Linked DNA regions of Zea mays: region 1 is linked to region 2. The links are chromatin contacts, called in public Hi-C maps. All regions are on one chromosome and are shown on one strand. The core of a region is the stretch at or near the end of the contact, and the rest is flanking DNA. Distances in the headings are between cores, read along the strand shown.

The links. Hi-C and Micro-C count contacts between places; a contact is called where the count stands out from the background.
Region 1: a contact with region 2 is called in a Hi-C map of leaf, with 2.5 times the contacts expected there. The contact joins the promoter of LOC109941448 here to the enhancer-like site in region 2. A contact is called at or near these places in 3 of 25 Hi-C or Micro-C datasets (ear and leaf).

The regions. Positions count from the first base shown.
Region 1 is chr8:70,846,941-70,852,227 of Zm-B73-REFERENCE-NAM-5.0, reverse strand. LOC109941448 (fasciclin-like arabinogalactan protein 9) reads right to left here and starts at 3,689. Exons shown (of 1, transcript XM_020542414.3): 1 at 1,994-3,689. The coding sequence starts at 3,069. The coding sequence ends at 2,293. It overlaps LOC100283035, which reads right to left and starts at 82. Exons shown (of 1, transcript NM_001155937.2): 1 at 1-82.
Region 2 is chr8:70,389,918-70,395,044 of Zm-B73-REFERENCE-NAM-5.0, reverse strand. LOC103635335 (Putative homeodomain-like transcription factor superfamily protein) reads right to left here. Exons shown (of 18, transcript XM_008657816.3): 15 at 4,455-5,069; 16 at 4,256-4,360; 17 at 3,328-3,591; 18 at 2,041-3,206. The coding sequence ends at 2,322. Among protein-coding and RNA genes, the nearest start is that of LOC103635335, 12 kb to the right of the region's middle. Within about 2 kb of position 2,959, at least 5 of the 20 cell types and tissues checked have an H3K27ac peak or open chromatin away from gene starts, as enhancers often do. A contact at or near this core is called in leaf, where this site is marked.

The DNA.
Region 1 (5,287 bases), core at 2,440-4,939, 460 kb before region 2:
CTATTATAGCTGCGGTTGGTGGCGACGCCTTGCAGTTGCAGCCAGCCAGCGCGCGTCCAGAGTGTGCGTGCGTGTTTGCGCGGGGAGCACCGGCACCGGCACGTTCGAGCCTGGCTGGCCCTTATAGGGCGAACTTTGCGACCGTGGCAAGTCAGGTGTCACGGCACCCCAACCAGCGCTCTTCTCTCTTTACGTGCGCCGCGATGTGATCCTCCAACCACCGGACCGGAGCTTCAGCTCAGCAAGCTACCATGACAGCACGTTGGTAGCGCCATACAGGTAGGCGTGCCTGTACTCTGCTCGTATGCGTATGCACGATTGCACGTACGTACTTGCGGGCTGCCGCATGTGGCGTCGAGTCAGGCTTGCCAACTTGCCAGAGAGTGATGTCCTACCTGCAATGGCACTGCAACTGCAACGCAAAAAGGGAGCCCCAAATATCTCCTTTTCCCTTCTTTTTTTCGTTTTTCCTTTCTCTACATCGATACAGTGCAAGATGTTTCTTTGGATCTGTGTACAGCCTGGCCTGGCCTCTCATCTGTATGTATGCCGTGCATATGGTGGCCGCGACAGTTCTGTCGGCTGGGACTGGGAGTTTCTGTATATTCATCAGCTAGCGCGGGGAAAGACAAACAAAGTGGCTGCTTGACAGCTATGCAGTGCTGCATCATGTACGTATGCTGATTTGTCTGTACTAATAATAAAAAGAAAAGAAAAGAATAATATGGTAATCATGCTGTGTTTGAGAGGCAACTGGGCAAAGACGAATCCCACCGACAGTCTACGCCCCTGCTTTCTTCTTCTAATGCAAGCTGCGTGTCAGCTTCAGACCACAGCTGTAAATGCAGTGACAGCGTCTGCGCAACGCGGCCACGACGACGTGCGCACTGAAAACCCGTCCGGCGTGTATATACGATGCAAACAGCAGCCCCCTCCTGAATTACACTGAATTCTTACTAGAGGTCTGAATTCTTACAGTGAAAATCTTATTGAACGCTGCTGTGCAGATCTGCTGGGTTTCCCTGAACCAACCGCCGCGGAAATTGGTGGGCGGTGGCTACGCCAGTGCGTATTTGCGTCTGCAGCGGCGTGGAAAATGCGAGGGGGGCGGTCATAGAAAGCAGCGGTGGAGTGGAAGTAGGCAGAGACGAAGGCGCGCGAGGGAGATACCGGCGACGGCGATGCGGCAGCGGCCGGAGAAGGACCGCCGATCAGCAAGGCCCGCTCAATCGACAGTCCCGTTCGTCTTCGGCGACACGCCAAGCAGAAGCTGCCAAGTACAGTGGACAATTGGACATGGTGTTCTCAAGCCCTCGACAGCACATAATATAATAACTCTAAAAAGGAAATCTGAAGCTGCCAAGTACAGTGGACAATTGGACATGGTGTCATGGGAAATCTCTGGTTTGAGTTGAGACTTTCAGAAGTGTGGTGGATTCGACGAGAGCTGGGTAATTAAAGTCCATCGCCGAGTGATCGGATCGGGATTTGGCCCCTGCAGATCTCGCCATGTGCGTATGACTACTGAGCGTACGCGAGCGAGACACTGGACGGACGCTGCGTGCGAGAAAAAAATAACGTCGGCCGGCGACAGGTGAGCACTGAGGCACCCGTCGCCACTTGAACAACAAGCTTGAGCTGAGGCCGGGAGAAGAGATCGAAGAAAACCGACGGCTCAACGAGAGCTGCTCGGCGTTGGCGACCACACGCTGACGGACATGCCATCGCTCTCACAGTCTCACCTCGCCCGGGTTCAATCACACGCTACGCTCCAGCAGCAGCACCAGCACCACCAAACCCACCGTCACTTGCGGCCGCAAGCACTATCACGCGAACCGCACAAGTTAAATGAAGCTTCGTGGCTCTGGGTCTGGACAGGGCTGCGCTGAGTGCGGGCTCTTCCTGGGCCTGTTTGGGCTCTGGGGCCGGGCTAAGCATGCATTTTCCAGTCACATGGCCTGCTAAATCACTGAATTGTAAGAGGGCCCCGGGGTGGAGCCGCTGCAAGATGGGACTTTTGAAATTTTAAAAACGCACACTGAACTGAAACAACGCTGAAGCAAACGGAGCACTACTGATTCTGCTAACAAAAGAAGAGAAAAAATTACTAATTCTAGCCATGCACGGTCAGACTCGAGACCACTCATGAGAAGAAAAGATGCATGGAGAAATTAACAGCTGGCTTCATCAACATTCAGGGACAGATCCAGGTTACTAGAACTCCAGAAGAGAAACAAACCGCAAGAAGACGAGCTCTTTTGTGCTCGACAAGCACGAACCATGTTTACATTCTCACAACAGGGACAGGAAGGAGGCCGCGGCGGCCAGGAACAGCAGAGCGGGCAGCGAGCTCCATCCGGCGGTCCTGCTGGCGCCGCGCGCGGCCGCGCCGGAGGGCGGCGCGTCAGCCGAGCCGGCGGCGGGCGCCTCGGCGACGGACCCGCCCTTGGCCGGCTTCCTGGCGGCGGGCGGCGCGGACGCCGGGGGCTTGACGCCGAACAGGTCGTTGGCCAGCAGCACCTGGTCGACGGAGTAGACGGCGAGGGGCTGCTGCGCGCGCAGGGCCTGGCCGACGCGGGTGGCGACGAGGCCCGTGGACACGTTGGCCTGGCCGCTGCTGTCGGCGGTGATGTTGAGCGTGTAGGGCCCGTCGGAGCCCGACGCCTGCGTACGCACGGGGTTGCTGGCGGTCTCGAAGGAGTCGAGCGAGTAGAACTGCGGCAGGACGTGGTACTGCACCAGCGACACCTGCTCCTGCTGCGACAGCTTGTTCAGCGTGCCGGGCTTGAGGCTGGAGAAGGCGCTGTCGGTGGGCGCGAACACCGTGTACCCGCTGCCGAACGAGTTGTTCAGCTGGCCGTTCAGCTGCGTGTCCTGCTGCGTCGACTTCATCAGCCGCATGAACGTCGTGTACTGCCCGCCCTTCTCCAGGATCGCCGTAACGTTCGGCGGGCCCTTGTTGGGCGGCGCCGCCGCCGCGGGGCCTGGCGCCTGGCAGAGCACCGCCGGCACCGCCGCCAGCGCCAGGAACGCCGCCGCGAGCAGGCTCCTTGTCCTTGCCGCCGCCATTATTGGTGTCGTGTCGTCACCGCAAACGCAAAGGTGGTGGCGGCGGCGGTGCTCACGGCTCAGTTTCCGCTGAACCTGAGCACGAAACGCAGGGATCCATCGGGGTGATGGCTCTGACGGCGATATATGGGCTTGTTCGCTGCGGCTTTAATCCGACTGCGGCTGCGGCTTCTACAGTATTTTCTCTCTGGTGATTGCAGCTGCAACAGTATTTTGCAGCTGCAACAGTGGTTTTTGTAGTGCAGGCGAACGCGCTCTATACTAATAACGCCCGTGGATCGATCGGCGCGGAGTTGTCAGTCAGCACGTGAGAGGGAACAGTCTGGCAGAGGACCGAGGCATTTGACCTGAGATCTCCCTCCCACTCCTAGTGGAGGATCGAGCAAATTGCGAGTACGAAAACGATTTGTATCGAGTCGATTGGAAGGGATTAAAACTAGCAAAGAGATTATCTTTTTTATAGATCTCCTCTATTTTACTGTTAACAAAGAGATTATCTCTTTTATAGATCTTCTCTATTTTACTGTCTACCAAACCGGCCTTTAGGCCCCTTTGGCAGGGCTCCTAACGGCTTCCCTCTGGCTTCTTTGGTTCTCTAGAGGAGCCAGAGCCGTTTTGTAATTCATTTGACAAAACAGCTTCTCACGAGGAGACCGTAGCAGAGACTGTAATTTTGTGATACATTATTGTGTGCCGGATATAAGGGGCCGATAGAAGCTTGTTTTCTCGTGCTTCGGCTCCAAATAGCAAAACGGCTCTGGCTCTTTGATGGCTCTCTGTGAAGAGCCGTTTTTTTAAGACTGTTTGGTACGGCTTCACGAAGAGATAGAAAAAGAGCCACTGCGATAGCCATGTCAAAGGGAGCCTTAATATCGGTTTTGAAGTCATGAATGGTTGCCAGAGTATGATCAGATATTCAGAGCTACTGTGCCATATTATGCTTAAAGAAACACAAGATCCGTCATAAAAAAAAAGGTTGCTGCGCAGTAGAGCGATAATACTGTTTTCCGCGGAGTCTGAATAACGGTCAGCTGAGCCAGAAACTTGCAAGCTGCTCGGCTGGCATTTCTTTGTTTGCTTAAGATGGATCGTCGCAAGGTTGAGAAACGAAGGCATTCTTTCCTTGCTTAATTGAACGGCCGGCAAACCTCCTGTCTGTTCGTTAAAAAAAAGAAAAGAAAATAAGAGAAGAGAAGGCATTCGTGTTTGTAGGACCCCAAACTGCCATCAGGAGCACTTCAAGCTCAGTTATCTGTGGGTCCAATCCATTTCGTGCCTGCCCACCAACGTATGCAATGATGCAACCAACCGGTCGTCCCACCGCCGAATACGCGCTGTTCAGTTTTTTGCCAGGATGAAGAGAGTTGGAGCCGTCCGTCCCAGCAAGCGGAGCTGGCCGATAAGGAAAGCCAGGTGTACATGCTGTTGGTGTTGGGCCCTGCTCAGCTGAGTGCCCGTACCAACAGGTCCCCTTGCTCGCCGGCAAATATCCCTGTTTGGTGGAGAGTGATCAATGCTAGTAGCTGGCAAGAAAGCCGGCCGGTCTCATGCATTCCGGATCCAAAGCAGCTCGGTTTCACCGATCGATCTACGCCGGGGAATCCTCATTTCGGATCTCGAGACGGACATTTGCATGAACTGCACGCGTCCACGGCTTCTAGTCCGCCAGGTCGCCGGTCGCGTCCACGGCTTGAGATAATTAAGAACGGGCAACCTGTGGACTTGGCCGCATCTTGCGAGGTCTCTTCTCGACTCACTCGCGTAAACTATACCAGTAGCAGCAGCAGAGAAGGCGGCATCAGTGATCTGTGTTCTGGGTAGTATACGACAACCGCAGTCCGCAGAGAGTAGCCGTTACCTTGCCAGTGCAGGAACGCAGGTGGTGACGATAGTTTAGTTTATGCATGCATATGGGCCATCGGTCCAAACATTGATTGCGCAGCTAGTACTCCAACGAAACGATCGCTCGACTCGAACTGCGCTCATGGTTCTGTCTGGGACAACTTTGCGGCCCTCTCGTCAATGAGGCGAGGTGTATTGCATGTGTGTGCTGCATGCAGAGTAGTGATCGATCGCCCCTTTGTCTGAAATTTTTAAAACGAGCAGGCATAGTATCGATCGCCCCTTTCGTATGCGTGAAGCCGCGGCTAGCTCATCCGCGTACGGCGACCGGCGGTTGCTCGGGATCGGTTTCAATCTTCCTCGATCTTAATTTTTT
Region 2 (5,127 bases), core at 1,710-4,209:
GCCGACCTCGCTGCACCAACGGAGACAAGACGACGGGCAGACTTACCCTTCGTCCCACACGTAGTCGGACGAAGACCTATGACGAGGTCGTCTCATCTTGCGACCTCGTCCAACATGGAGGCCCACGTGTGATCCGGCCCATTGTAACAGGCCCTGCGTGGCCGCTGCGCATTACGGGCCTCATTTGTAAAGGTCTCCCTGTAATTACGGTCTGTAACCCCGCTTTATGGGAATATTCCGGGGATAACCTAGGTGCCTGAGGGCACATGCGTCCTTAACACTGGACGCTGGGCACTCAGATACCTATAAATACCCCCGCACAGTGCCCTTGAGAGGCTAGATTAACAGAGCTATTGCCATCTCGAGCAAAAACCTTGTTTACGTTGCTACACTCCCCCGTTGGATCAACTTGCACCGGAGAGCAAGTTCCAACAACGATCGTACGAGGTCACAATTTACCCAACACGATCATCCGGGGTGAAGAATAATTGGGGATCGAAATTCCCGCCAATGTCTGAGATGTTCAGTCGACTCCCTCCCCCTTTGTGAGGGTCTGGACCCCTACGAGTGAGCAGAAAAGGGAGGAGGAAAGAGGCCCTGGTGAACCGTCATAATAAGTGAACAAGTGTAAGCTTTGCTGCCCGACAGTATGGAGTACTGACCACACCGAGGGACAGACCCTGAAGCGAAGGACAGGAACGAGCGGAATCAATGTGTTCCAATTTCTAGCCTTGCACCGACCATCCAACGGACCATGGACTAAACGACCACTGCCTGAAAGGACTATGCTATGTCCAAGGGACCACCGCCCTCCACAAGGTACATCTTGCGCCTATGGGCCGCTATAACTATCCAAGAAGACACTCGAAAAAGGATGGATAAACAAACCTACCCGATGGACTACCGAGCTACAAGTCCTACGACACAGGAGCGGGATTCTCTAAAAAGCCAAGGTCGTGGGTGGCCAAGAAATGTGAAGGTTACTTAAAGCCAAGGTCCTACGACACTTGGAGACTTGGGATCTCAGCAGGAAATGTGAAGGTTGCTTAAGACGGCCGATAGGCGAAAGAGAATCCAAAAGTTTTGTTCTGATCTGAGTAGGCTCAACATAGGGAATACCCTAACCCTGGGAACCGGGGCGTATAAATCCGCTTATGGCATTCACCCAAGCATACAGAGACAGATGGAATGAAAGAAAGAAAAAGTAGCTCTACAGCTCACCCAGAAGAAGAAAGACCTGTCGTTAACCTAACGATTTGGAAATCCCTGGTGGGCTGGGCCTGAAAGACAAGTGTGTGGATTTCTACATCCTCGTTTTTACTTTAAGACACAACTCTTCTCTTTCTCGGTCAAATGACTTGTGATAGTCTACCTTGAGTAGGACCATAGGGATCTTATGTTTATGGCGAAAGATAAGTGGTTCTGTCACAACCAATAAAGTTTCTATGAGTGAGCGACCCACGCCGATTGACATGTGTCAATGTCAATAAGTGGATGAGTGTTGTTAAAGACAATGTTTGTTCCTCTTCTTTGAAACGATTTTGATGAATCTCGAAATGATGTTGATTGGCCTGAAATCCTCGACGGTGTTGGCATCTTTTTTTCTTTGGGAGGAGAGTGATGGATGCCTGGGTTAGCCTCCAAACATAAAGGCCATTGCTATAAAAGAGCTGCAAGAGAGAAAGCAGTTGCGGGTGGATGATGTCCCAGAAGGCTTGGATTACATAGATTCTACTAGAGTATGTTGAGATGCTCCCATTGCAACTCACTGATGGAGATGGAGAGCTCAGCTAGAGCTAGAGGTCGTACCAGCCCTCCGGGGTTGGAAGGGATTGAGAGAGAAATTAGTTTATTTCTCTTTAAATCCTCTTTAATCCTGAAAAGAATTTGAATTTCTAAACTAGACCTTAGTACGATTAGACCAGTTTTTCCATGTAGAAAAAAACTGGGGGTTTGAAATAGAAAGTTGTTGAAAGCAATTTTTTTCAAGCTTGCTACAAAATCAAAATTGAGAGTGAGTTTAGAAATATGTCAACCGTCTTAAAGAGAACGCTCCCAATATATAACAATGAAAAAAGTAGCTGAACATAAAACAGACAGCTGATCGACCCTCATTTTCAACTTTTGATAATTGGTATGTATGTATACACACAAGGCCGATCTTCTAATGTTGAGTGGCTTCTATCTAATAACAAGCCACACAAGACAGTTTAGAACTGGCAACCTCCTAAATAGTTTTTCAAGTCAGCATTAGCGTTGGTGAGCCCACCAAAGCCTCTGTTACATCATTTACCACAAGCCTGCACAACTTCAATCACTCATCATTCACTATACTCTGAAGAATATGATGATGTACCACCTCCATCCTCATCTCCGTTGGCTGCTCCATCTCCACCGTCGTCGTCATCATCATCTTCAATGTCATCATCCCCATCCATCTCAATGTCATCATCCTCATCCACCTCGACATCATCATCCCCATCCATCTCAACGTCATCATCCTCATCACCAGGATCTTCAGCTTCATAGTCCTCTCCATCTTCCTCACCCTCATCTCCTTCAGCATCCTCATCATTATCGTCGCTCCCATCACCCATCATCTGTACGGGTCTGGAGTCGGAATTGTCTCTTGGATAGCCTGAAATATGCTCACCATATTCCTCATTCATAGGTTCGACATTTTCCTCAGACTCATCGGATTGAGAGACCAAATTGTTCTCATCATCCTTCACATATTCCCTCCTCTCAAAGGCCCACTCTTCTGCACCTGAGCTCTCGGGAGAATGCGTAGTGCCAGTGTGATTTGTCTTACTTAACATGCTAAAACTGCCCAATAGGTTTGCCTTTGGAATTGATCTGGCACTGAGCTCGGATGGTTGCCGAGGTCTAACAGTTCGAAGTCCACGTCCACGTCCACGTCCACGGCCGCGGCCACCACGTGCATTCTTTCGTGGGGCTCTCCCATAGAGCATACTATTGTCATCCCTGAACTGAATCCTGGAAGAGCTGCCAATACCTCTGGGAACCCTACCACCATGACCACGAGATCTACCTCCCCTGCTGCCTCCTCTACCTCCCCTTCCCCGACCTCTACGACCATTGCTGTTAGGTAGCAACGTTCCATCCTGTTGATCAAAACCAATAGGCCTGAACTGTTCTATTTCTTGTTTGCCCTTATTCATAGAAGGATATCTCGGTGGAAGTTTCTGCGCAGAGAAAAAATAAATCATGTCATTGATCCATATAGCAGATCAAGAGGACCAATTACCACATGTAACCACCACTACAGTCTTTTGATGCAATAATAACAATAACCATAAGGCTTACCATGAAATCTCCAGATTCTTGCTCCTTATTTGAACCCAACTTTGGATGAAGGGTGTATGAGATGGAAGCATCCAAGTCTAACAATCTCAAGGCTACAGCAGCAGTAGTGTCAGGAACCCATGGAAGTGCAGTGGCAGATCCAGAACCTCCAGCCGAATTCTGAGTAGCAAAATCTTGTGTGCTTGAATTAAGCAACTCAGTTGTCGTTTCAAAGTTAGATGATAAGTAGTCTCGCTTTATTGCACTTTCCAGCACACTAAGCATCTGCAGATATATGACATGGTAGGATTTAGATACGCAAACAAAATTGATACATAAACTTGATTTGATGATAAATTAAAATCAGGCCTCTTACACCATGCTAATCTCCTCCTACACAATAGCTATCCAAGTCCGTTCATAAGCAAATGTAGAATAAACTGCTAAATTAAAGTGGTACAAACCTCTGCTGGAGGTCAAAACATGCACAAGATTCAGAACAATTATTCATGCATAGCCTGAGGTCAAAACATGCTATGATCAATACAGCAACAAATTAGTAATAGCTGTATACGGAGGGGTGACAATGGACTCTAAATTTTACACTATAAAATTTAAGGCTCGGATTAGGTTCGGGCTCTATTTCTATTCATTTTTGAACTAAAATTTATTTAAGGACCTAAGAATTTGTGAAGGAACATTTGGATCGCGATCCATTACCACCCCTATTACGGGTGGAGGTTCAAAAGGGCCAAGGCATGAGCCACCATCATCAAAAGATTTCTTTAAAAAGAAGTATTGCTACTCAATTTCATCATTCAATTGCCAAGGAGATACTAATTTGGGCCCCTCTTTCTTTGGCCATGTTATGACCTCTTCTCTAATCCTGTCCAGACTCTGCCACTGGAATTATACAGTAAACAAAGGAGCAAAAAGCATGCAATGCAACCTGCAAGACTTCTTCGGCAGATGATGCAGAATACAACTTCGCACCCCAAGATTTCCGATACCCATCCGTCCAAAAAGGTAGAAGAGCTTCTGCCGGTACTAAGGCCTGTAACACGCGATCTAACAAGTCACACAAACACCATTTTTTGCAACAAACAAAATAGATGTCACTAATGAATGATCATAAAATGTCACTATACCTCAATGGTAGCTAAGAGCAGCCTTAGCAATCTCAATCCTACGGGTACAGAAAGGTCCACAGTTTGCATCTTCCAATTGGGATCTGTTCTTTGTTTTTCTTCACATTGTGATGAGTGTTCCAAGAAATTGTGAATGTGTTTGAATGTTTTGTGGCAAGAACAGTGCCTTTCTTCAGCTAAGTATATCTGGTAGCAATAATCACAAGAGTGAATCAACTCAGGACACCGCTTCTTTCCATATCTCATGGCGTATGTAGATTGGTGACTGTAGCACTCTCTCCAGATCCATTTCAGAAACACGGAAGCCCTTTTCGAGATAGAATTCTTCTCAGCTTCATTGCGCCCAACCTCTATCTTGAAAATATCTGAATGTGCCATAAGATTATCAGAAGCAACACCAGAAAGGGTACTGCATGGACTTCCAAATTCATTGTTGCAATTTGGACTTTCATTACTTCCATTTTCCGAAGTCCGTCCAGTTGGGTGTTCTAAATTAGCACACCTTTTCCTCTCAACAGCTTCCTTGAAGGTTGGCTCGATACTTTGCAAAATTGAGTGCAAATGTGACTCGCGGATGCCACGAGTATCAAGGGAAGCTACCAAAGCTTCAAATGCCTGCATTTTAATAATAGTATCCGACATCATGTTAAAGCACCAGTATAGCTGGATCTGT